Linked DNA regions of Gossypium raimondii: region 2 is linked to region 1. Evidence: chromatin contacts called from public Hi-C data. All regions are on one chromosome and are shown on one strand. Each heading gives the region's core, a stretch centred on a gene start, on an enhancer-like site or on the middle of the called end of the contact. The rest is flanking DNA. Distances are from core to core; before and after follow the strand shown.

Evidence for each region. A called contact is a pair of places that touch in the nucleus more often than the background predicts.
Region 2: a contact with region 1 is called in a Hi-C map of leaf, with 1.7 times the contacts expected there. The contact joins the promoter of LOC105776380 here to the enhancer-like site in region 1. A contact is called at or near these places in 2 of 2 Hi-C or Micro-C datasets (both in leaf).

Annotation. Positions count from the first base shown.
Region 1 is chr10:21,069,831-21,072,581 of ASM2569854v1, forward strand. No RefSeq gene overlaps it. Among protein-coding and RNA genes, the nearest start is that of LOC128033906, 18 kb to the right of the region's middle. Within about 2 kb of position 1,336, the one cell type or tissue checked has open chromatin away from gene starts, as enhancers often do. A contact at or near this core is called in leaf, where this site is marked.
Region 2 is chr10:21,142,212-21,144,962 of ASM2569854v1, forward strand. LOC105776380 (transcription initiation factor TFIID subunit 1) reads left to right here and starts at 1,363. Exons shown (of 21, transcript XM_012598995.2): 1 at 1,363-1,644; 2 at 1,733-1,851. The coding sequence starts at 1,623.

The DNA.
Region 1 (2,751 bases), core at 86-2,585:
TTTCAAAAAAAAATCAACTCATATTGCGAGTGGTGAGTTGAGCCTCAGGTCACATGCTGAGGTATTTTTTTTAAATTTCTGTTTTTTTCAAAAAATCAACTCATATTGCGAGAGGTGAGTTGAGCCTCGGACACATGCCGAGGTATTTCTTTTAAATTTCCGTTTTTCAAAAAAAATCAACTCATATTGCGAGAGGTGAGTTGAGCCTCAGGTCACACGACGAGGTATTTTTTAATTTCTTTTTTTTTTTTCAAAATCAACTCATATTGCGAGAGGTGAGTTGAGCCTCAAGTCACAAGCCGAGGTATTTTTCAATTTCTATTTTTCAAAAAAAAAAAAGAATCGCACGCAGAGCTTTTCTCGATTTCTATTTTTTAAATAAAAATAAAATTTTGGATAGTCGAACAAAATTCAATGCTTTTAAGTCTTTGCTCTATCCCTGTTTCACAGTGATGAGCAAAGAGGGGCAGCTGTAAGCACTAAATTTTCTCCGGGTTTTGTCGTGTTTAATTTTTTTTAAAAATTCAAAAAATAAAAAAAATAAAAAATTATATTTTGACCCTTAAACTTCTTGAAATCACATTTTGACCCCTAATTTTTTCTAAAATTATATTTTGACCCTTAAAATTTTTGAAATTACATTTTGACCCATAAACTTTTCAAAATTACATTTTGACTCCTAAATTTTCTCAAAATTATATTTTGGCCCCAGAAGTTTTGCTGCGTTTGCAATCTGGTCCTTCTGGCAGCCAAACTTGATTTGCGCACCTAATCCCCACGATTTTCGGCCACCGGCCTAGGGTATGGCCTCCCTTCTCCCTAGCAACCTGCCACCTACAAAAAGAAGCAAAGAAATCACTATAAAATGGGTTTAAAACCCCAAAATCAAGACCCCCCCACAAAACGAAAAAGAAAAAAAAGAGAGCTTTTTCGAAAAAAGAGAAGAGAAAAGAAAGAAAAGAAAAAGAAAAAAAGAGGAGAAGAGAAGAGCCTTCGACGTCGGCCCAACGGTAGAGACGACGGCAGCAGCGGCGTGAAAGAGGCGGCAGGGCAAGCTAAGGTTTTGAAAAAGAAGAAGGAAGATGAAGAAAAAGAAGAAGAATGGAAAAAAAAGGAAAAGAAAAAGAGAAAAAAATAATTTTTTTTAAAATAGTCAGGTCGATTGACCCAACTCGGATCCAACCCGCACCTGACCTGAGCAGCCCACCAGAACCGCAACCCCCAAAAAAAATACAGCAGCAAAAAAAAAAAACAACTCCCATAGCAGGCCTAGCAGGCCAGCCCAAGCGCAGGCCCAACCCAGCGCCAGGCCCAACAGCAGGCCAGCAAACCCATCCCAGCATCAGCAGGCCCCCAGGCCCGTTCCAACAGCAGGCCCAACAGCTAGCCCAGCCCAGTCCAGAATAAAGGAAGGAAAAAAAGGAAAAAAGAAAGAAAAAAAGAAAAAAAAAAGAGAAAAGATGAAAGAAAAAAAGAAAAAAGGAAAAAAGGTCGTGTATTCCGTTCATCAAGCTCGTATTTTCGAGTTTTTGGTAATTTTCTTTTTTACTCACTTTTAATTTAATTTACGTATTTTTATGACATTTCATCTTTAATATTCTTGGTTTTTTTTAGCATTTTTTTATACTTCTTATTTAATTTTATTATTTTTAATTTTCATAAATAAGGCGACGAACCGATTTAACATTAAGTCGTATATTTTCATCGCTATGTTGGGTGAATATATTTGGCTCGTGTTAAATTCGGGACGCCCTTTTAAAAAAATGAAAAACTTAAAAATTCTCGTGTTTTGAAATAAAATATGTATTTTTGTAATTATCAGTAAATTTATCAAAATTTTGTCTTTAAAAATGTATATAGTACGATAACATGTAATTTATCAAAACTTTCGCGTTTTTAAAAAAATTCGTGTTTTCGTATTTTCAACAAATTCTCGTGTTTTAAAAAAAAATTCTTGTGTTTCAATCGGATCACGATTAAATATTAAATTGAACTCGTATTTTTGAAAATTAAGACAACACGCACTTAACGAGATACCAATTTTGGGCGTCGCTAGGGTGCTAATACCTTCCTCGCGCGTAACCGACTCCCGAACTATAATTTTCTCTGGATTTTTTAACGTGGATCTAAAATTGACTCTTTTAAAGAAAATTTCAAAAAATTATCTTTTAAAAAGAGAATTTAATAGGTGACCGATCACACCTAGAAAAAAAAAGATCGGTGGCGACTCCCTTTTTTTTAAATAAAATCGAGACTCTGCTTTTAAATTTTCCATAATCACTTTGACTAGCGCCCGAGCAAAAATTTTTAGGTCGCTACAAATTTCTTAATATTTAAAATAATATTTTTTATTTACTCCAAAATTATATATCGTACCAAACCTTCCTTTCGAAACAATACAAAAAATTATGATAGAATACAAATCAATATGAGAAAATACAAAAAATATAAGGAAGTACCAAAATTATGAGAAAGTACCAAAACTTAGATGTATAAAAGATTATGAAAGAAAACCAAAAAAAATATGAGGAAGTACCAAAATTATGATCGGATACCAAAAGTTATGAGGGATACCAAAAATATGAGGATGTAAATATATGAGGATACATAAAAATTATGAGGGAATATTAAGAAATATTAAAAGTACCAAAACTTACGAGAGAATTCCATAAAACATGAGGAAGTATAAAACAATGAGGATGTACCAATAAATTTGAGAAAGTACAAAAAAAAATATGAGGATGTAAAATA
Region 2 (2,751 bases), core at 113-2,612, 72 kb after region 1:
AAATTGCCATATGTCTTTTGTAAAAATATATTTTACTATGCTCCTAAAGGACACTTGTCAACCCTGATCTTACTTGTAGAGTCTGAAAACTTCACTGACGGTGTACCAAATATTATTCATATATATAATAGAATTTTTTAAGTTACAAAGATTTTCTTTTAAAATTTATTCGATAATAAATATATAGGTAGAACAATAATGAACTTGTATTGTAATACTATTGAATATGTGTTTGATCCTTAGATTTATAGTTTTAAATTATTTTATTTAAATACGATATAAAATATGAAAAGACAAAATATCATAATAATAAATTAATTATAGTTTAAAAGAAAAAATACTTCTATAATTTCATAATTAAGTTGACGACTCAATTAATGATAATATCGATATAATAAAGTGTTTAAATAGAAGTATTAAATTAAAATTATTATATATATGATAAAATAATGTCACAAATTAAATAAAATTTATATCGAAGGGTGAAGAAAAAGGATTTAGTGCATTCAAAATTTCATCGAGACAACTTGATTTGAAGGTTTAAATTATCTTACTAGAGGTAGTTCACTCATCCTCAAATCAATAAAAAAATATTTTTGAAATAAGTATGATTAGTTAGAAAATTTATCAGGGATGATGGAATTAAATTGTATAATTTTATAAGAATTAAAATATAATTTCACCATTTAAAATATTAAAATATTATTATTTTACAGAGAAAAGTATAAATTTACTGTGTAGTAATTTAAAATTTTACAAATTTCAAAAGGTAAAAAATTAAATTTTCCGGATAAACCCCTACCTACCTTTCTGCTGCCGCCCTTCATTTCAAGGTAAGCGAGAAATAAAAAACCAATTCGAGCCATCACATTTTGGAGCATATTTGGAATATAAATTTAAAATTACGGCCACTAAAAATTAATTTAATTAGTATGATGTGAAAATAATGATTCTATATTAAAATTAACTTAAAAGTATTATATAAAAACTATTTTTTTTGAAATATATTATATAAGAGTTATGATTAACTTTTTATTTACTTGAATTTTTAAGAAATATTTATAATTTCTTTTGAAAATTTTACCAAATAATATTTAAAAACTATAAAATAAAGAGAATATTCTTAAAATAAACTCCAAAACCTAAAACCTAAAATTAATACCGAAGATAGTAAAAGAAAAACTCCGTGGAATCAAATTGGGCCGTAAAACAGTTAAAAAGGCTAAAAAATCTCAAGTCGGACCGGATATTAGACACGTGGGTAATTGGCCCATTTACGTTAAGATTCTAAAAATCGAACTCGACGACAGCTCCTCTATAAATACCCCTGGCCTCTGCAACCAAATTTCAGTTTAATTTGTCGCTCGTTTTCCAGCACTTATATACAATTTTCACAATTTTTTTTTATAAAAATTCAGATAAATGTATATTTTTTAATTTTAATTTTTTTTCTGTTAATTTCCCTCTTTTATTAACCATCAAACCGAAATTTTGTTCTTTCCTCTAATTCTTTTCTCTCTCAGTTCAATCCCCAAAGCCCTTAAAGAACTTCATGGGTTTAGGTTAGGTTAAATTGTTCTAGGTTTTCTTCAGTTTTCTTCGATTTGCAGAAATAAAGAAATATGGGTCACTCTAGCTTCCAAGGTCTTCAATTTCACATATTTTTCACTTTCATTTCCTTTACTTTGGATTGAATTGTAAAGCCTCTTTTGTTTTTCATTCTTTTGAGCAGATGAAGATGACGATGAAGAAGAATACGAGGAGGAAGCTGGTGGGAGTAATCGGCTTCTGGGTTTTATGTTTGGGAATGTCGATAACTCCGGTGATCTTGATGCTGATTATCTTGATGACGTAAGTTTTCTTTTATAATTTGATCCCCTTTTCTTCTCGGAGCTTAAATTGTTGGCAATTTATGCGTGAGCCTAAACAAAACATTTCTACGCTGTTGTGGCCGTTTATGAAGCCGTTAAAGCTCGTTCTTTGCTTACTTTGTATGTTAAGTAGTATGTGGAATCCCAAGTTCTTGATGGGTTTGGAATGTGCAACACTTCGCCTTTTTGGTGGAGCTGGGTTTGGATGAGAGCATAGGATAAAATGAAGCTGATGTGAGGAAGGAGAGTGCAACACTTCGCCTTTTATGCTTCTTTTTGTTTTTGCTGAAGAAGTAAATGTACTTATTTTAGTGTTTAAGGAGCAATTAGGATTTAGGCTTATATTAATTTGGATTTTGCACCTGAAGAGTGGTGGAACAGAAGCCTCTTGAAGCTTCAGTGAACTATTTCTAATTGAGTTTAGAATGAAGTGCATGGTGTGCAAAAGTTCATTTGATTTGAAGAATCGCTAAATTTAATTTAAATACAGAGAATAACCATGTTTTTTATAAACTCGTTTGTTCTGCAAATTCCTGTCAAATTCAACTCCATTAAATATGAATCAAGTTGAATGAAACTCTTACAAGTTTGGAGAAATAAACTCGCCAATCTCATTTAGTTCAATTACAAGACTCAAGCCATGTAAAATAAAGGCCATAGAAAAGGATATTCTGTAACTAAATTAGGATCAAATTCAGACTAGCGAACCCAAGCAAATTAGTCGAAAGCACTAATGATACTGACACATCATTTAACATTTAAACTAACAAAAAAAAAAAAACTTGTGGCACTGGATTTTATATGGGAATTATAAATGATATAATAATTATTTGAGGTTAGCTTCCTTTGGATCTGAAGGACTTTGTTTCTGTTAAAGGAC